2 separate regions of the Danio rerio genome follow, and region 2 is linked to region 1. A link is a contact called in public Micro-C data. All regions are on one chromosome and are shown on one strand. The core of a region is the stretch at or near the end of the contact, and the rest is flanking DNA. Distances in the headings are between cores, read along the strand shown.

What was found. A called contact is a pair of places that touch in the nucleus more often than the background predicts.
Region 2: a Micro-C map of caudal fin shows a contact between it and region 1, with 18 times the contacts expected there. The contact joins the promoter of fhdc1 here to the enhancer-like site in region 1. A contact is called at or near these places in 2 of 18 Hi-C or Micro-C datasets (caudal fin and an unstated tissue) and 1 of 4 datasets of contacts at active chromatin or transcription factors (caudal fin).

The regions. Positions count from the first base shown.
Region 1 is chr1:27,013,482-27,017,860 of GRCz12tu, reverse strand. It overlaps fhdc1 (FH2 domain containing 1), which reads left to right. Exons shown (of 12, transcript XM_001920021.7): 12 at 1-594. Among named protein-coding and RNA genes, the nearest start is that of trim2a, 27 kb to the right of the region's middle. Within about 2 kb of position 2,765, at least 2 of the 62 cell types and tissues checked have an H3K27ac peak or open chromatin away from gene starts, as enhancers often do. A contact at or near this core is called in caudal fin, where this site is marked.
Region 2 is chr1:27,055,753-27,060,550 of GRCz12tu, reverse strand. fhdc1 (FH2 domain containing 1) reads left to right here and starts at 1,708. Exons shown (of 12, transcript XM_001920021.7): 1 at 1,708-1,793.

The DNA of each region.
Region 1 (4,379 bases), core at 1,516-4,015:
GATCACAATAAATAGGTTATGTGAAAGAATTATAGATGAAAGATAAACGCTAATAGAGAGTTGTCAGCTAATGGTGAAATCAATTCTGATTTTAAATGATGACAACTTAAAACAGCCTAAAATCCAAATTTCTACCTCTAGAATCACATTTGCCACCTCTGGTTCTTATATTCTGATGGCTCACTCATCAAGTGAATCCTTGGCTTACACAGAGTTCTGCAGATGTACCTTATTTACAATGTACAATGCCTTTTTATGTTCCTAGAAAGGCTTATGTATTGACTTATCTGTGTTTAGCACTGATTTATTAACATGCTTTAGAATGCATCCATGGCAACATGGTGAAATCTGACACAATGGAATCCTTGTTCCAGCTGTAGATAGGAGTTAAAACTAGCAAATTCACTTTAAGCTATGACTTTGACATGAAATGAAAGTTGCATATATGTCAATGTGATGTGATGATATTTTATTGATATTGCTTCAGTTTTCTATTTTGAATGTTATTTCTGAGCCCTTTCCTCTGTGATTGTAGCACTACAATCATTATAAGCTAATCAATAAATCTACACGTGAAAAAGATGTATGTACACTGAGCAAATGTCAGTTTACAACTGTGATGTGTTCATTTTGTGAAGAAATGTGAATAATGTTAAAGGTCACTGCAGATTTTTTCAAAGCACCTGACAATTTTGAGATTTTGGGGGTTTTCATTGTGTATTTTGAGTACAGTAAAGAACTAAAATACACTTTTTAGATTTTTGTTTTGTAACAGCGTATCAGTGAAAGTCTGTAGATTTAAAATAAATTACTTTTTGTTTCTCTCCTACATTGCTCCTCTCAATGGCCACTCAAAATCCTGGCACATTCTAAAACACTTAATGTGAAAAAAAGCTTAACATGGCTTAATGTACCTAAACATCAACCAGAGTAACCCACATTTTGTCAAACTTTACTTGCAATTAACCTCAACTACTGTAAAAAGAGCGAGCCCCAATTCCATAGATAAAGTGAAAAATATCACATTAAACGTTTTCTCCCCCATTGTCTATTATAAGGAAAAAGCTTAACGTGGCTTAAAGTACCTTAACAATAAGCGGGGAAAATACAATTTCTATCAGATTTACTTGTGATTAACTCTAACCTTGATTTTATAAACAGCTTTTTTAACATTTGGTTTCCCTCGGTTGTTGTAAAGTTACGTTAAGCCTTTTCTTATTATGAACTTTAATGTGAGAGAACACAACGTGATATTGTTCACTTTATCTATGGAATTAGGGCCCACTCTTTTGACAAAAGTTATTGGTATCATAAGTCAAGTTTGACAGAATATTTGGGGTTCCCTGGTCGGTGTTAAGGTGAATTAAGCTGTTTCCTTATAATGGACTTAAAATGCATAACAGTAAAATTTTTACTTACTAAAATCAGAGTTCATTCTTTTGACATCACAAAGTGTTTTGGAAGAAAACGCTTAATGTGATGTTTTTCACTTTAACTGTGGAATTGGGGCTCCCTCTTTTTACAGTAGTTGAGGTTAATTGCAAGTAAAGATTGACAAAAATTTGGGTTTCTATGGTTGATGTTTATTTCCCAGAGAGGATTTGCAGCTGGAAGGGCATCCACTGCGTAAAACATATGCTGGATAAGTTGGCGGTTCATTGCGCTGCAGCAACCCCAGATTAATAAAGGACTAAGCCGAAAAGAAAATGAATGAAAAGTTAATGTTTAGGTACATTAAGCCATGTTAAGTTTTTTTTTCACTTTAACTGTTTTAGAATGTGCCAGAATCTTCAACCCGTGGCACTTAAACTCACTAAGCTTAATTTATTTATTTTATGTTACACATTATTATTCTGAAGCTATATGTCCAAACATAACTTGCCTATTTTTAAACATTTTATTCTTTGTCTGAGCACAACACGGTGGCATAGTAAATAGCACTGTAACCTCACAGCAAAAAGGTCGCTGATTCGAGCCTCAGGTGGATCAGCTGGCATTTTTGTGTGGATTTTGCATGTTTTCTCCGTGTTGGCATGGGTTTCCTCTGGGTGCTTCGGTTTCCCCCACTGTAGTGTATGTGTGTGAATGCAAGGGTGTATGGATGTCTCCCAGTACTGGGTTGCAGCTGGAAGGGTTTCCTCTGCGTGATAACATATGCTGGATAAGTTGGCAGTTCATTCCACTGTGGTAACCCCTGTTTAATAAAGGGACTAAGCAGAAATGAAAATGAATGAGTTTTTTTTAGTTTCTGAGAAACAAACAAAAATTTCCATATTTCATAAAATAATGCCTATCTTGCATATTTGAACATAACATTAAGAAAACTTGAAATAAACTGCATTTTGTTTTGTTTTGTTTTTCCCTTTTCATCTTCAGTGTCTTGTCCGTAGGGTATTTATCAAGCCAACCATGGTTTTCTATTGACAGTGGTCACCTTTTTTTTGTTGAGCCACACCCATTGTTTAGTTGCGTGGGTGTGTGCGTATGAGTGAAAGTAAAATGCAAATCAGGTATGGTGAGGCAAACAAGAGTAAACCCATACCTAGCACTGACAGAAAAAAGCACAAAAATATTGCCTATTTGTGTTGCTGCTTTTTTAACACCTTAAAGGCACTTGCAACACACCACTGTAGGTCTGGGCAAACACTTTTTTTATTATTCTGCCAGAGTTTCTTTTTCATTAATGTTTCCTCTACTAGAATGCCACCTGCTGTTGATTGTTTGAAATAGCATTACCAGTACTGGCTAATCCTGGCACGAGAAACTTTTCCCACCGCCTGACTTTTATGGTGGTCTCTATTCTAGCTCTCCAGTTGTCATGGTAATGCTGTTCCAGTCAAGAACTATTTACCCTTAAAAGGCACTTTCATTTGAATCGCTCTAAATATCAAACTACTGTACAACTTAACGGAGTGAAAACACCTCTGTACCATTGCAAGAGATAGTTCTCCCGCTAAATTTATTTGACTTCTGACAACATTTAGAGCCCCTCTAATGTTGTTCCCAACCTATGACTGTGAAAACAAAAAAATAAGTACTTTTTATTAAGATCATAATCTTAAATAAATTTAAAAAGCAACATTAATTATACTATTGAACAAAGAGTGAGGATGTGATATTTATGAAGGTGAATGAATTAAGTTTTTTTGGTGCAACTACAATTTTATTTATTTTAATTGTATTTCTTATGAAAAAAAAAATCAGTCTTTGCAGCAAGCTAAATGTTGTTATGCTGATGTTAACTAAGGATAGAAAACCGAGCATATCTTTTTAAAGCGATTCTTGTCAAAGTAATACATTTAAAGTTTTTCTCACTACACAAATGATGTGAAATTAAAGCAAGCCTTACAGTGCAAAAACATGTATACTACAATACAACACAATTAAGAAAATCTATAAACAAACCAGGGTATGGTTAGGCCTTATCTGCAAAACAGACAATAATAAGTGCAGTTAACAAATCAAGTGCAACTAACAACAATAACAAAAATAAATAAATAAAAACTAGGATAAAAACAAAAATCTTCACTGACTGAAGTGTGAAGACAACTATTGCACAAGAAAACTGCACACCAGACCTGATATTACCCACTATGAAACAGTGCTGAGTGCAAATACAAAAAGAAAATTGATTGAATAAACAGTGTTTATGCACACTCAAATTTGTGTGTTAAATAAAATACGTGATAATTTACTGTCAACATATTGGTGCATTTTATGAATTAACTGCCTGCTTCTATTATTAATTAGGTTTTCTTTTTGGAATTTCAAATTACAATTTATTTTTGTTATTTTACATAAAATATATTTGAATTTTACAAAGAAATGTGCCACATTTGAGAAATTATATGCTCAACACTGTCAGCGGTTTATGGTGAAAGTCCTCAAATAACAATCTCGTACTTGCAATGTCACTCAGATCTTTGTTCCTGACCATTTTGTCAAGCATTGAACAAGCAATGAATCACTGTCTCACTGTCTAATCGATCCAACCCAGGCTCATTCTAAAAACGTACCTCTATATACAATTCTGGAAAGCGCCAGAGACATTTATTTATTTATTTTTTTGCAGTTTTTGTTTTCACGAATCCACCAGAGGCCGCTGTGTACACTTTTTTTAGATCTCAAATTTCTCTTGCGTACCATTTGCGCCTGCTCTTCTATCGTAAATTCACCAGAGGCCACTGTCGACTGACTGTTTGACTGACTGACTGACTGTCTGACTGACTGACTGACTGACTGACTAATCGACTGACCCACCCTCCTCTTTCCCTAAATCCAACCGATAGTATTTTCAGAAGCACTGATTGACCCATTTATCTGTGACTGATCATAGTGTTTTGGATCATCATTGTTAATCAGTATTAATACGAGTCATG
Region 2 (4,798 bases), core at 459-2,958, 44 kb before region 1:
TTCTTGTAAAGCTTCCTATAGAAAATATTAATTTAAATGAGAGATTTGTGGGGGGTGTACTCCTATATGCTGAGCACTGTATTTAAATACAATTGAACTCAGAGTGATTAGCCCCACCTTTAAATTTTTTTTTTTTTTTTTAAATATTTCCCAAATTATGTTTTCACTGTACAGTATGTCCGATAATATTTTTTCGTCTGGAGAAAGTCTTATTTCTTTTATTTCGGCTAGAATAAAAGCAGTTTTTTTTTTAAAGAACATTTTAAGGTCAAAGTTATTAGCCCTTTAAGCTATTTATTTTTAGATAGTCTACAGAGCAAACCATCATTATACAATAACTTGCCTAATTACCCTAACCTGTCTAGTTAACCTAATTAACCTAGTTAAGCCTCTAAATGTCACTTTAAGCTATATAAAAGTGTCTTGAAAAATATCTAGTCACACATTATTTACTGCCATCATGACAAAGATAAAATAAATCAGTTATTAGAATTGAATTATTAAAACTATTGTTTACAAAAGTGTTAAAAAAAATTAAATATCTGTTAAACAGAAATTGGGGGAAAAATAAACAGGGGGGCTAATAATTTAGGAGGTCAAAAAATTCTGACTTCAATTGTATGCTGAGCACTGTATATAATAGATATATTTACCCAACGTTCACAAGTAGCATTTTCACTTGATTTTCACTGTATACGTGTGGAGTCTTTATACAAGATATAATATCTATGCGGCGAGCCAGTGGCGCAGTAGGTAGTGCTGTTGCCTCACAGCAAGAAGGTCGCTGGTTCGAACCTCGGCTCAGAGATGGGTTGCGGCTGGAAGGGAATCCGCTGCGTAAAAAAACTTCCTGGAAAAGTTGCTGGTTCATTCCGCTGTGGCAACCCCGGATTAATAAAGGGACTAAGCCGACAAGAAAATGAATAAATGAATGAATAATATCTATGCATATTGCATTTTAGGGTGGATGGGGGTAAATGGCATCTAAAAGATTGAAAACCCCTGCATTATGACAAGCAGCTTTTTATAGACTCAAGACTGAATTATGCCGACAGAGGGCACTGTTGCATTTCTAACTAAAGTTCACCTTTTCACTGACATCTGCTTGTAGTATAGAATATGTATAAAGCCAAAGGCTCTATACATCCACAAACCACGTGTCTTTATGTTATTCTCATGGATAGACGGTCCACAATATTTTCCACAAGATGAAATGAGAGCACTCGACTTTGCTGTCTAAGAGTGATTTAATTTGTTTGACAGGGAAGCAAAATGTATGCAAATCACTACAGCACTGCCCACTAGATTTGAACCAAAAAGCTAATATAGGATTCGAGCTCAAACTGCCTAAGAAGAATACTTGGTAGATTACTGTAAATAACTTTAAAATAATTCTCAAATTACAGTATGTGTTTAGAAAACTGCTTTTATTGTCTCCATGGTTGCCAAACAGACCTGTATGTTTAATAAACAACCTGCGACGATGTGTGTCAATATTAATATTTGTGCCTGAGCTGTGTTATGTTATCCTCGTCACCAGCGGGTGACACACGTCAGGCTCAAGCGGTTCCGATTCACCTGAGCCAGTCTCACAACCTCACCGCTCATGCGAGCTCCCGACGCACACCGCATGCGCAGAACGTCAGCAGGCTGTAATGCACTGCATCCTTGAGCGTCGCTGCAGCGCTGGCCGCGCAGAATGCCGCTGACACCAACACACACCTTCTCTAGGATACACGCACCTGCCGCAACAGGGGAAAAAACTAGTGCTTATTTCCCTTACACTGTTTAAGGTAAGTTCTTTAACCCAGTTTAAAGTGTATGCTTAGTCGTATACATTTCGTTCAGCCTTTACTCTTTTATCTGCGGCTGACGGATTTTGTTTGCTCTAGCGATGTCCTAGAGATACACATATACCTTGCGTTCAGACTCATTTAACGGCTTGATTATATTGAAGGCATCATTTTAATAGTCTTCCCTTGAAAGCACCACATAGGTTAAATATCATTTTTAATGACTATGTATATGTATGTATGTATGTATGTATGTATATATATATATATATATATATATATATATATATATATATATATATATATATATATATATATATATATATATATATATATATGCTATCACACTGTGATGTAAATATTAACGCATGGGTTTTATTCATTTATTGATTGTACTATTTGAGTCTTAACTCTCATGTCTGATCGATCCATCAGTGTTTCCGTCTCATTAACACTCAGGTTTGATCTGTAGCCTTCAGTGTGGTCGCTGTCACCCTACAGGATGCATCACTAAAGATCACAGTAATGGTGTAACCTCACTCGTCCCATGAGTCAGCTCCCCTGTAATCTGAACATGTTGTTCAGACTTTAATAAGAAAAGTATACCATGGTTCCTGCTCCAAAGCCCTCCTTTATTTAACAATGTTGTGCTTGCATGGTCAGTAAACATTACATCATCTGAAATCTGTCTTAGTCACAGCAGGCTGTATTTTATGAATGTACATTGACAAGAGAAAAGTGTAAAGTACGAATGTATACGTTTGACTGATTCTGTTGCTTATCAGCTTGCCCCATCAGAGACCCTTAGGGCTATTACTAGTGCTTTTGTGCTGCTTTGTCAAAGATTGTGATGTGCTTTATTGTAATCCTCTGAAGCCAGCTTCTTTAGTAACCCATCCCATTTCTCATGGTGAGATGAATTGTAGACAATCCATTCAGGAGTTGTGGAACAAAGCTTAGAGAAAAGTTTTCCCTCAGGGTGAGGTCAACGGGGGAGGGTGCTCGTCTGTTGTCATATTGCCACGGTAACACACCCTAAAGTAAGGGAACTCGATTGGCAAAAGCCCCCTAAAATACCCACTTGATTGATTACGGTGTAACACTATCATTGCACGACTGTGAATTTGTGTATTGTTTTGGAATTCTGACAGTTTAGCCTTTCCTTTTTTAGGAAAATTTTTTTACCAGTTTAGCTTTTCCATTTTGGGGTGATAGAGTATTAGTGATGTTCATACACAATTAAAAAAAAAAGTTTTCATAGAGATGCTTGTATTTTTGGATCCTGTTTATGTGATGAAAAGGTTCCATTGAAGTTAAAGATTTTTCATCCTGGAACCACTGATGTCAATCATGTTCTTTTTTATTTTTGAATGATTAATACAAAAAAAAAATACAAATAGACTTTAAAGGTCTAATATTTATTAATAAAAATGTCTAAATTGAAGACAACACATCACCCATTATGCAGTGTATTTGGTACTTGTAATGTTTATTTACAGTTATGCTTAATAAATTACATGAATTAACAATTAAAAATTTTCATCTGTATCTGTAAAAACTGTGTCAGGGTAAACATAAAATAGACTGTTATTCCATGTTAGTTAATTTAGAAATTGTTTCAAGGGATACTTTTAATATAGCTACTACTTTAATTATATTATTGAATATTTGAATTACTTTTTTAGTTTTGTGTTCATTTCTATGATTTATCTTTACCCAAACATTTCCATTTACTGAAATATTTTCCATTCTACATTTTACATATTACAGTCCGTTCTAGACTACATTACATACACGTGTTACATATTCAGTCAATTGTCAATGCTGTATTTATCATTTCAACTGTTTAAGCTTACTTGTAATACTTGTTTCAAGTTATTTCAACTTAACAAAAAAGATTTTTTGCAGTTTTATATTAGTTAACAATAACATCACATGCATCACGACAGTCTCTGGTGACACAATACTTCTAATAGGCTCTAAAGGGACTAAATTCACCAATAAGCCTCTTGCTCTTTCATTTGCACACGTAAACATCAGGTGTTTGGGCTTCAGCTTCCCCTCCCACCCACTGTCGCCATGGCAACCAAAGCGCGTCTTGTGTCCCACTGCCTGAATCACTTCCTTGAGTAAAATGAATGAAACATTAGAAATCTAGTACTTACTATTTTGTAGATATGTAAATGCAGTTTTACCGAATGTCAAGATGCATTATGATTGTATTATAACGAGAGGTTTGATTTACACCCATGGCCTAATATTTCAACTCTCTGTGTACACATCAGGCCATTTATATTTTATTGCGGTCATTTCACTGTCTAGTTTTCCTCACTGTGCCTATGGGGAATAAACCACTTAGTGGGGTTTGTAATGACTGTGGAAGACAGAAAAATCTTTGTTATTTGTATATCATGTCAAGCCATTGGCTGTTTACAGTGACTGCACTGTGATATGAGAATGTCTGCATGTGTGTTCATTGATAGTTCGCTATAGTTATCACATAGGGTCAAATTTAGCACAAGTGTGAGCATATGTGAGAGATTACACTAAATTAGATACTCTTTATTCACACTTGGGGTACTGTTTTCTTGGTTCTTTTGAACAAGAACAAAGGAAATAATACATTCTGATGTATAAAGCATTCATGCCTGAAGATATATATATATATATAAAAAAAACTACTGTACTCTACACTCACCGGCAATTTTATTAGGTACACCTGTCCAACTTCTCGTTAAGGCAAATTTCTAATCAGCCAATCACATGGCAGTGATTCAATGCATTTAGGCACATAGACATCAAGACGATCTGCTGCAGTTCAAATCAAGCATCAGAATTCAACGTGCCTTGTGTCAATGCTTTAGGCTCGTAGCGATGGTGTAATGGTGTGGGGGATATTTTCTTGCACACTTTGGGCCCATTACTGCTAATTAAGCATCGTGTCAACGCCACAGCCTACCTGAGTATTGTTGCTGACCATGTCCATCACTTTATGACACCGCTTT